Regions from separate parts of the Mus musculus genome. Here region 2 is linked to region 1. A link is a contact called in public HiChIP or PLAC-seq data. All regions are on one chromosome and are shown on one strand. Each heading gives the region's core, a stretch centred on a gene start, on an enhancer-like site or on the middle of the called end of the contact. The rest is flanking DNA. Distances are from core to core; before and after follow the strand shown. Region 1 overlaps Fndc3b (fibronectin type III domain containing 3B). Region 2 overlaps Pld1 (phospholipase D1).

What was found. HiChIP or PLAC-seq counts read pairs in DNA pulled down with a chosen protein or histone mark.
Region 2: a contact with region 1 is called in an H3K27ac HiChIP or PLAC-seq map of extraembryonic endoderm stem cells. The contact joins two enhancer-like sites. A contact is called at or near these places in 1 of 484 Hi-C or Micro-C datasets (nephron progenitors) and 5 of 115 datasets of contacts at active chromatin or transcription factors (bone marrow-derived macrophages, extraembryonic endoderm stem cells, fibro-adipogenic progenitors and 2 more).

The regions. Positions count from the first base shown.
Region 1 is chr3:27,649,996-27,655,847 of GRCm38.p6, reverse strand. The region is part of intron 1 of Fndc3b (fibronectin type III domain containing 3B); the gene reads left to right. Among named protein-coding and RNA genes, the nearest start is that of Fndc3b, 58 kb to the left of the region's middle. Within about 2 kb of position 2,732, at least 54 of the 459 cell types and tissues checked have an H3K27ac peak or open chromatin away from gene starts, as enhancers often do. A contact at or near this core is called in extraembryonic endoderm stem cells, where this site is marked.
Region 2 is chr3:27,984,208-27,990,037 of GRCm38.p6, reverse strand. The region is part of intron 2 of Pld1 (phospholipase D1); the gene reads right to left. Among named protein-coding and RNA genes, the nearest start is that of Pld1, 48 kb to the right of the region's middle. Within about 2 kb of position 1,702, at least 42 of the 459 cell types and tissues checked have an H3K27ac peak or open chromatin away from gene starts, as enhancers often do. A contact at or near this core is called in extraembryonic endoderm stem cells, where this site is marked.

The DNA.
Region 1 (5,852 bases), core at 1,483-3,982:
TGGAACTGCAGAGGTGCTCTGTGCCGAGGCCTGCTTCCTGTGTGGAGGTCCTATTGTGGAGGTTCTTTGAATGGGAGATCTGTGAACAAGGTTCCCACAGCTCACACTCTGGCCTCTGGGTAATGTAGATATGCACTCCACTGCGGGTCAGGCAGCAGTGCCTGGCGAGAAGCCCCTTGCAAAGACAGAGATTTTGGAGTTCCACTTATTTATAGTGGCCAGTGGAAAACTAATATGCCTGTTAAATCTATTTTTAAAAATGAAAGGGACGTCTCTGGTCCACAGTGCATCTGCTGAATGCGCGTCTGTTTGCTGTGGTGTATTTTTGCTAGTTCCCTGCTTTAGGAAGTGAATTTCAATGTCTTCTTCATCATTCTCTCTGAGCTTGAGACTTGAGGTTCTTGTCTGAAGAGTTCTCCTTCAGCCTCAGGAAAACAACGGGTTTTTTTGTTATTTGAATATATGTATGTGTGTGTGTGTATATATATATGCCTAGAGAATACTTAATGAAATTGTTGCAACATTTCAGACGGGCTTAAGTGAGCATCTGGCAAGGGTGGAGCAGGAAGCATTCTCACCTAGGCACGAGCACACGGGATTGGTTGTCTGGACACTGGTGATGTTGATCTTTGCTTTTAATGGAGAGCGTGAGTCTGCTTATCGGGGCATAGGGAGGCAGAGTTTGCATTGCTCGTGGGCCGACTGTGTTTGAGCACTCCACAGACACTCCATTTTGACCAGGCGTGGCTCTCTGCAGTAGCTTCTGTCTGTTGCAAAGAGAACCTTTAGTGACGATGGATGAGCGATACACTTACCAGGCGGGACTCAAGTTGGGCCCCACTGAAAAATATTTTCTGTGGTACTGGAGAGATGACTCAGTGGTCAAGAGTACGCAGTGCTCTTGAAGAGGACCCAAGTTCAAGTCCCAGCACAGGTGGAGAGTGGCTTACAACCTCCTATTCCAGAAGACCCAAAATCCATGGGCACCAGCACTCATGTGCACATACCAGCACACATATATGCCCACCTCCACATGATTACAAATAATAAATATTATTTTAAAACGAAGCTTAAGGCTGGGGCAGGTTCTGAAGATATTCACCTTTTCAACACTAGTCAGATTTCAAAGATAGGAAAGAAGCCACAGCTGGGAAGCCAAATTTAGACAATGGGGCTTATAGATGAAAGGCCTTAGACAGAGTGGAGGTCTGCAGACATGTGCAGAGTTTTGCCAGAAGTGTCTAGTGTGGATTTGTGCCTAGCTAATCCCATATAGTGTTTCACCGTAATGCCGTTTACCCTCGTGCCTTTATTTTAGACTCCCGCAGCAGGGCCTGGCACACAGCAGTATTTGTTAGGCAGTGTCTGATTATCTTTGGCCAGGTTCACTGGCATTTGAGTGCCTTTTTGACCAAGTGCTTTTGGAACATGGTTACTATGTTACTTTGTTTCTTTCAGAAAGAAGTGTTCAAGGTTTTTCTAGGTATTAGATAAAAAGCCTTAAAAACGGCAGTCTCAAAAACTGCTGCAGCACAGCTCACTCTGAGAAACTCCCCAGCAGTCTGTGACTTGCCTAGCTGCCCTCTCCTGTAGTCATTTTGCTTCTGTGTTTAATGATGACACACCTCCTGTCACCAGGGGGCCACTTTAGCTCTTTATATTTTATTTCTGCCTTTTTTTCCTGCTCTTAAGTTTTTTTAAATGCCTTGTTACACTTTCTTGTGTGTGTGTGTGTGTTACAGAATGTGTGATTGTATGTGTATGAGTGTGTGTATGTATGTTACAGTGTGTGTGGTTGTGTGTGTATGAGTATGAATATGTTACAAAGGTTAGGTTTGGCCCTCTCCTTCCCCCATGTTGGTTGCAGGGATTGGCTTGAAGTAAAAGCAGGTACCTTTACCATGGAGTTCCCTCTCCATCCTGTGTGCTAAGTCTTTGCCATCTGGGCTAAGAGATTGGATGATGGAGTAACTTAACATTCCTCAAGGTATCTATCTTAAAACGTTCTGAGGTCTCTGTCTTGGTAAGGTTTCACTGAAGCCTGAAAGCTCTTTGCCATTGTAGAAGGGATTGGGTACGCCTGGGAGACAAGGTGTGGCACTCTTAGGGTCCCTGTAGAATTTACCTCTTCTGGGTTTGGTCTTTGTGGTCATTTCATCTAGCCATCAAACCCTCTGGCCTGGCCATTTTGCGTCTGTCCACTCATCCAGGTTTGTTCTGTGCTGAGAGTCCCTGATCTCTGAGAGCTCACTAGGAGCCCTGGCTCATTGCCGGTGTCTGCACTTCCTACTTCTCCTGGGCAGAGACTTAGATGTCATGGAAGTTGTGCTGACCATTCACAGGAATGTCGTGAGGCCTGATAGAATTAGTGTGAATGATGCTCAGAACTCCTGCAGACCCTTCCAGAAAGCAACTTGTTGATTATGCTTAAAAGCCTTCTCCCTCCCCCGCTAAAGGGTGCTATACTTAGTTGTTAGTACCCAGGCAGGTGTTGAGATAGTTTACATGTGAGCTTCATTCATACTAGATCTCTAAGTAGAGATATAAAAATGCAGGTTGGTTGTATGACATGATCTAGAAGTCATGTGCTGAAGAACCAATTACTTATTCTGTAGGCAGAGAGATTGAGAGTCAGGGAGCCTGTGCAGAAGTATTCAGACACCTGAAATACAGCAGGGTCTGCCTAAGTGCTTCCAGGGTGCCAGGCATGCTGTGCCTGCAGGCTGCCTGGGCGTGCGCTGGGCCTGGAAGGGATCACAGGGTCTCTGACTCCTACTCGACCACCATAGCAGGCGTTCACGGTGGCCCAGACTGATTCTGACTTTCCTTATATTGTCCCTTGAGAAAGAGTAGAAGGAAATATACACGAAATTCCACATCTCACTTATAGAAAATACATGTTTGCAGTTACAGTCATCCTTAGCAAAAATATGCTGCTAAGCTGACTCGGCTGCAAGTGAGCAGGGCTCATCGTTCTGGAATGTTTTCTTGTGATGCTAGGCTGCCATCCTTGGGATGTCCAGGCGGGGTGTCAGAGGTACTGTGGTATGAAGGGCCCTGGAATCTAAGTGTTCCAGTAAAAGTGTCTGGTTCTGTCAGCAGCCTTACTTAAATACCATTCAAAAACAATGAACTAAACAAACCAACCCTTGGTAAACGTTTTCCGTAGATAAGCCCCTTTCCTCTCTCGGTTAATATTTGCAGAGCTGAGATATGGATTTGGGGTCTAGAGATTGTGTATATACGGTGATGTAACTTTTTTCCTTTTTTTTTTTTTTTTCCTCTAAAAGTTTGGTCTGTGGGGCGTGCTATGAAAGAAACCTCTGTATATTCATAGAGAACTTATATTTGGACTTTTTTCCTCTCCTGAAAATAGTACTTTCCCTAAGTAACTCTGGGTGTTCTGCCATGACTGTACTGTGAATGACTTCACGAAAGCCACTTAAAAGTATATTCAAAGCCAAGTTACAAGGAGAAAAGTGTCTGTGACCACTGTCCTGGCCTGTCAGGTGTCCAGGTGTGGAGCTAGGCCATGAGCACTCGAGGTTCTGTCCCCAGCCCACACCTATGGATCTGTGGAGTGTCGATGACAGGCCTGCACAGCCAATGAGTTAGTTTCCTTCCCTTTCTCTCGAGAGCAGGATGGGAGTTCTCGGGGGGCTTGCCATTCATTTTGTTCTGCTATAGTTTTATTTTTAATGGAAAGAACTCTATTTCACAGGATTTCTGTCAGAGCTTCCATGCTTCTAATTGGATGCAAAAAGCCAGAATATTTTTAAGCTTAAGATTTTTTTTTCCAGACGGCTGTGATTTGACTTCACTAATGAATACATATCAGACAAGAAGGCAAATTCCAGACTATTCGTGCCTCAACCAACCAGCTGGGCACATACCTCTCGGTACTGCTCATGTCTCAAGAGGGTTTTCTGCATGAGCAATTATCACCTCCCTTTCCTTCATTCAGGTGGCAAGCCATGGCAAGTGTCTTTCCTGCACAGGGTAGAACTCAGCTGTAAAATTAGATTTCATTGGCATAAAAACACAGCAGCCGCCAGCACAACCGTGTGTTTTGGTTCTCATCCTTCGACTGAAGTTCTTCCTCCCTTTAATAAGGAGGCCGAAGCCACTCCCGAACCAGTAAGACAGTTCAGGCGTCACAGGCTCCCGTTTGATTCTAGCTTTAGTTTAATCTGTAGTGAGTAAGCAGGGCAGGGAATTGGTGCTAAAAACATAATCTCTTAAGAGCAGAAAGGAGTGTGAGGGCTCTTCTCTAATTCTGCTACTTTATAAAACACAGAATTAATTGTTCAACTTTAGAGTCAATTCCTGATAAACTCCAGATTAAAACTTTCATTTTCTAGTAGTGAGTGTTGTGACAGCCTCCCCATCTGGTCCCTTCCCCCTCCATTCTCCCTCCTCCTTTCTACCCTCCCCCCCCCCCCCCCAAGCTGGCCCTTTTGAGCTGTTTTCACAGTGGAGCGCGGCAAAAACTCAGTTAACCATTACTCTTCCTCCTCTGTTCCTTCACATCCTTTCCCTCTAACTATTTAATTTGGTTTCTAAAACAGCCAAGGGGAGGATTTACCTGTGCCAGGTACCCTTCCTCGTGTCCATAGAAAGTGTGCAGGAACGATTTAGTGTAAGGAAATCCGCCTAACCACCCCTGGGCTTTTGTGTCTAATGTCTGTGACCCTGCATCAGGCTCACGGTGGCCACTGTGATGATACAGTGCAGTGCTCCTGGGAAAGGATGCAGGAAGTGGGCAAGACAACAGTGTGTGTGTGTGTGTGTGTGTGTGTGTGTGTGCATGTGTGCGTGTGCGCGAGTGCACATGAGCAGATCTTAGGATTTTAAATGGAGACTTTGATGTGTTTCCGTGTTGTTTTAGTACCTTCCCTCTATGAATTCTGTTGTTATTTCCATAGTTGTTTTATTAAAAGCCCTGGTTAGGGGACTGGAGAGATGGCTCAGAGATTAAGAGTACCTGTGCTTGCAGAAGATCCCATTTTGATTCCTAGCAACCACATGTTGGCTCATAACCATCCAAAACCCAGTTGCAGGGGACCTGATGTCGTCTTCTGACCTCCTCGAGCACTAAGCATACATGTGGTACACAGTTGTACATTCAAGCAAAACACTCATATATAAAACTAAATCCAATAAACAAACAAACAAACAAACAAACCCAGGTTAGCTTTGCTGCAAAGGCCGGATAGCAATGTTGGCAGCTTCTGAGTTTCTAGGTTCCGAATCGGGAGTCACAGGAAATTATTTTTCAAAACCAGTATTTGAGCCTGGTGGTGGCTCATGCCTTTAACCTCAGCACCCAGGAGGCAGAAGCAGGCACATCTCTGTGACTTTGAAGCCAGCTTGGTCTACAGAGTGCGTTCCAGGACAGCTAGAGCTACACAGAGAAACCCTGTCTCAAAAAACCAAAAACCAGAAACGAAACAAACAGAAAACCAGGATGAGGTAGAAAAGGGAAGATGGAAATGGAGTGTCAGATGGTGTTTGACAGAGCATCTATGGCGGACTGCTTACAGCCGCTGTCTTGCTGGTTTGCAGGCTCGCTTCTTTCTGAGGCTTGCTCATAAAGAGAAGGAAGGAAGTGCGCTCTTAGGAAACTGTCAATCCTTGTGACTGACAGCAGTATAAGTAGTGATCACCTCGAGCGGGAGGCTCTCGTGTGCATCCTTTTCTTTACTCGCCGCCATATAACTCTATGTCAGATTTTGATTTCTTTTTTCATTTTTACTACAAATACAACGTAAACACACAAATCAGCTGCACAAACGCCTGTCATAACTTAAGCTTTATCAGGTTTTGTTTCTCTCTTAGAAGTGATTTAGAAG
Region 2 (5,830 bases), core at 453-2,952, 340 kb before region 1:
ACACACACACCACATACATGTGAGCAGAGACGGGTAAGGGCGGGGGCGCGATACACAAGCAAAACTAGTCCCTACTCTACATGAGCTATACTGCTATAAATCAATCAACCTTCTAAATGTTTTTTGCCAACTTCTATGTTTTTGCTAAATTGAGCATAATTTGTTCATGTTCCATTTTTTAAATGAGTATTTACATTTTTAAGTAAACTTCAGGATGCATAGCTTCAGAAAGCCCTGAGGATTGACAGAATAACCCAAGCTTTGTTCATCAACAGGAAGTCATGCTGGGCAGGAATGAAGAGGGCCGAAAGCTAAACAATAACAAGTTCCCTAGCTGAGTGGTTTGATAATTTTAGACTTGGAAAGTCTAGAAAATCCCCCAAACTAGCTTTAAGACAGTGTGCAATTTGCTAAGCTTTCTATCCATCCACACAAACTGGCCACCTCCAGGCTTTCGTAGGGAGTGTTGGGGAGGGTGGTGTGAGGTACGGATGCATGCACACATGTAAGTGCAAGCTTATGGAGACCAGAGGTTGAAGTCAGGGGTCCCCCTCCATCGCTCTCCATTTTATTTTGGATACAGGATCTTTCTCAACTGATTCAGCTATGCTGGCTGGCCAGCAAGCCCAAGGGATCCTCTTGTGTCTACTAGCCCAGTGCTGGGATCACAGGTGAGTATGGTTGTGGCTAGCTTTTTTTATTATTTCTTTCTCCTCTACATGACTGCTAAGATCCTCGTATTCGTGAACAGCTAGTTCACTAACTGAGCCATCTCCCCAGCCCATCACGGGTATTACTGACTAGCCACAGACAACCTCTCTACTTTGGTTGGAAAGCAGAGCACAAGCTCACACATGTCTAGGTGGAGGAAGGACAGGAAGGGCACACCTTCCTGAATGACAGGGGTTAACTAACAGGCACACCTTTGATGGGAATATCAGCACAGATGTCAGCACTAATATGATTTTTTTGTCACTAGTATAATGAACACCAGGGACATTTCCTAAGAAAGCAATCATACCTGTCTTCTCCAGCACTGAACTTCCTCTAAGACACAATCCTGTGGCTGATTTGGCCTTACTGGACTCTCTAGGGTAGTTGCTAGCTGTAAAACACGTATAATTAACACAGCCAAGCTTTTAGGGGTAGCTAAGAGGATGGAATAAAAGACTCAGAAGAGTAGCCATACCAGGAAATCTGTTGAGTGGCAGTTATTACTGCTATGACCAGTACATCACTGCTCCTATTGTGACCACTCCCTGTACCACTCCAGGACACATCAGCTCAAACTTCCTTTGGGTTCTTCAGAACCAGTAAAGGTGTGTGATTTGATAAACTGTGGGAGAATACTCTCTCAGTTTCTGCAATCCTGGGAAGATAGAAGATAGTTCTTATTGTCATTCTGAAAACAGTGAATTCCCAGGATGGATGGGATTATCCTGTCCCTTGCTGTTTGATGTATGAACACAAGACCTATGCATGCCAGTGTCTTGAGTAAGCAAGGCTAAGGTAAAAAAAAAAAAAACCCATGAGGTTAAGGATGGTAAAGGCAGAGAATGCAGAACTTACTAATGTCCCCTAAATAAAGTCTGTCAGGATCCCACACTGTGGCTCAAGAGCCTCCCAGACTTTGTACAGCAAAGACTATGGGGAGGAGAGCGATCTGAGGTATGAATGGAATTCACTGATTAACTGGAGATGTGCGGGCAGACATGCACCTCTAACAGCACAGCTGCTCTTGGCTGTTCATGTCCTCCCCCTCAGTCTTGTGTTCTGGGACGATTTGGTTCTAGATGTGTGCCATGGCCAGGTGTTCCATTTGCCCAAGGGCTGTCCCTAACTTTGTCTCAGATTCACTCTAAGAGAAAAACTGGCATGGCATGCTGCCGGGTCCTCAGATGGGGCATAAACTGCCTGATGGGCATGGGGTATCTCCAGTGCCTTGAATGAAAAGCCAATGTGGGATAAAAAGTTAACCAGCTCAGAGCTCAGTTTGAGATATGGTGGCATAGAGCCAGCCAAGTGCTGCTAGCTGCTTAATGTGAGCCAAAGGAGTCGTAATGCAGGGTGTGCTCGACCAGTCTGTCAGGACAATGAGAACTGCCTGACTGTCGTAAGGTGGAAGTCTAGTTGGCTCACGTAGTCTAGCCCTGGGTTTTAGAAATCAAGCACCCTTCTTCATAGCCTCCATAGGCCTTATGATTAGAGAAAATATATTTCTTGTGTGTATGTGCTCTTGGAAAGCCCCTAGATCTCTGACTTGGAGATGGTTTCCCAGTTATAGCACTCTTTGTCAGTTTGTTTATTTCTATTTCAACCAGAGATATGTTGTCACTGTGTGTCATTGCCAGGTGGAAAAATAAAAATCTCCAGGCACATTCGAACAAGATGATTTGGCCAGGACACATAAACTGTGTGACTTCATACAGATTTTATCCATATTTCACTCAGCACAGATAAGCAATCAGTGAGTAAAATAGCTTTTATATTTTTCTTTAAAACCACCAGCTATCAATGATCCCCTTTAAGATTTAAATTAATATGGGCACACCGGGGAAAAATTCCTGAACAGAACAGCAATGGCTTGTGCTTTAAGATCAAGAATAGACAAATGGGACCTCATAAAATTGCAAAGAATAGACAAATGGGACCTCATTTAAAAAATTCTGTAAGGCAAAAGACACTGTCAATAAAACAAAAAGGCCACCAACAGATTGGGAAAGGATTTTTACCAATCCTAAATCTGATAGGGGACTAATATCCAATATATACAAAGATCTCAAGAAGCTGAACTCCAGAAATTCAAATAACTCCATTACAAAAATGGGGTACAGAGCTAAACAAAGAATGCTTAACTGAGGAATACTGAAGGGCTGAGAAGCACCTGAAAAAATGTTCAACATCCTTAATCATCAGGGAAATGCAAATCAAAACAACCCTGAGATTCCACCTCACACTAGTCAGAATGGCTAAGATCAAAAATTCAGGTGACAGCAGATGCTGGCGAGGATGTGGAGAAAGAGGAACACTCCTCCATTGCTGGTGGGATTGCAAGCTTGTACAACCACTCTGGAAATCAGTCTGGCGGTTCCTCAGAAAATTAGACATAGTACTACCGGAGGATCCAGCAATACCTCTCCTGGGCATAGACCCAGAAAATGTTCCAACTTGTAATAAGGACACATGCTCCACTATGTTCATAGCAGCTTTATTTATAATAGCCAGAAGCTGGAAAGAACCCAGATGTCCCTCAACAGAGGAATGGATACAGAAAATGTGGTACATTTACACAATGGAGTACTACTCAGCTATTAAAAACAACGAATTTATGAAATTCTTCATACAAATGGATATATCTGGAAGATATCATCCTTACTGAGGTAACCCAATCACAAAAGCAGTCACTTGATATGCACCCACTGATAAGTGGATATTAGAAGAAACTTAGAATACCCACGATACAATTTGCAAAACACAAGAAAATCAAGAAGAAGGAAGACCAACGTGTTGATACTTCATTCCTCCTTAGAATAGGGAAATACCTATGGAAGAAATTATAGAGACAAAGTTTGGAGCTAAGACGAAAGGATGGACCATCCAGACACTACTCCACCTGGGGATCCTTCCCATAATCAGCCACCAAACCCAGACACTATTGTACATGCCAGCAAGATTTTGCTGAAAGGACCCTGATATAGCTCTCTCTTGTGAGGCCAGGCCTGTGCCTGGCAAATACAGAAGTGGATGCTCACAGTCATCTATTGGATGGAACACAGGAGCTAGAGAAAGTATCCAAGGAGCTGAAGATGTCTGTAACCCTATAGGTGGAACAACAATACGAACTAACCAGTACCCCCAGAGCTCACATCTCTAGCTGCATATGTAGCTGAAGATGGCCTAGTCGGCCATTATTGGGAAGAAAGGCCTCTTGGTCTTGCAAACTTTATATGCCCCAGTACAGGTGAAGACCAGGGCCAAGAAGTGGGAGTGGGTGGGTAGGGGAGTAGGGCGTGGGGAGGGTATAAGGGACTTTCGGGATAGCATTTGAAATGTAAATGAAGAAAATATCTAATAAAAATTTGAAAAAAAAAAGATTTAAATTAATAGCATTTGGGTGAACATGGTGCCACAGACCTTCACTCCTAGCACTCAGGAGGCAGAGGCAGGAGGACCTGAATTTAAAGTCACCTTGGTCTACATAGTGAATTCCAGGATAGCCAGGACTACACAGAGAGACCCTCTCTTGAGCCTCCCCAAAGCATTTAATAATTAATAATTAGACAACAGCACAGCCGTCTGCAGTGGGAGTGTACACATGGTATACACTTAAAGTACAGTAAAGCTGGATCAATCTTTGTCTCTTTTTGAGAAGGCAAAGCTGCCTGGCAGATTTGAGGTTAAAGGGCATATCTGGGGAGGTGGGGGCAGTAATGTAACTGTACTACCAATCTTAGGGGTGTAAAGTCCATGGTCATAATCTGTAATGGCTTACAGCCTTTACTTTATAGCTTCAGATTCAGCGGAGACAGGAAATAACAAGGTCCTTAAAATTTAGTACCTTAAAGACTATGTGCTTGCACACACGCACACGCGCACACACACACATGCACACAAACACATGAACACACGAATACTTCTGTCTCCATTTTTCCTCCATCTTTAAAAATACTTAAATGAAAAAGATGATAAAACAGACGCTGATGCACTGACTGTCCCATTGGGTCAAAAAGAGAAGAGACTAGCCATTAGTAGACACACAATAGCATATATTAGCATATTTTAAAATATTCGTTTATCCATTTGAACTGATGTACCTTACCTATACAAGGCAAAGAGAAGCCAGTTCCCAAGAAGTACACACTTTGAAACAGTGTCAAACGGAGCCTGTCTTGTAGAGTGGTCTCCTGCCAGATGCCTCCGGGGCAAATGAACTGAGCTCTTTAACTCCGGGAAATTGAGGGAGCTATTCTCTTAATTTTATTGACTTCATTTCTTTATTATTATTATTAACACTACTTTCATGTCTTGCACATCACACTCCAATTTTACGGGCATATGTACTTTAGGGTGACCTCTTATTCTAGGGAGCTACTTGAATAAAAACAGCAACAAGCCCAGGAGGACCCAGGTCCCCTCTGAGCCCACCTGGACACTCCACCCGTATCAGTCATTCTGTAGGTATTTCACAGGACAGTCTATAAAGTAAAAATGACATGACATCTGATCAGCTAGAACTCCGAGGAGCAGGCCCCAGGGAAAACCATATCCAACAAGTGGAGTGTGAGGTGGGGCTTGCTAGAATACAACACGCCTCTTAGCTCAAAAACTAAAATAACATCACCATGCATAAAACCAGAGTTCTGCCTAGCCATACTGGGAGGACACAGAGAAAGTCATTACCAAAAAAAAAAAAAAAAAAAAGGAAGCAAAAAATGCTTACAAACAATTACAACCCTTTAAACCACGACTCCAACACGAATACGCTCTTTCCTCTTGGCTCCATTTAGATTGACAGAAAAAATATCGTAGTCAGAAAAATGTAGCCACCCCCTCCCTCCCCAGCCCCGCAGGATCAACAGAATCAAAAGTATTCTTTTCTAACGCAGCAATAGCACAAGCCTTCTCCTAGCTGACACTCCAACTCCCTGATGGCACAGAAAGAAAATCTGACACAAAACAGAAAGTTCAAAGCGTTACTAACCTGGGGCCCCTGGCAAAAAGCGGTGCTCCATTTTACTCTAAAGAATGAATTCTTCCTATGAAGCTAATGTCCAAAGCAGTTGAAAGTCGAGGGGGGGGGGAGTTGGCTACCCTACAAATCCACATAAAC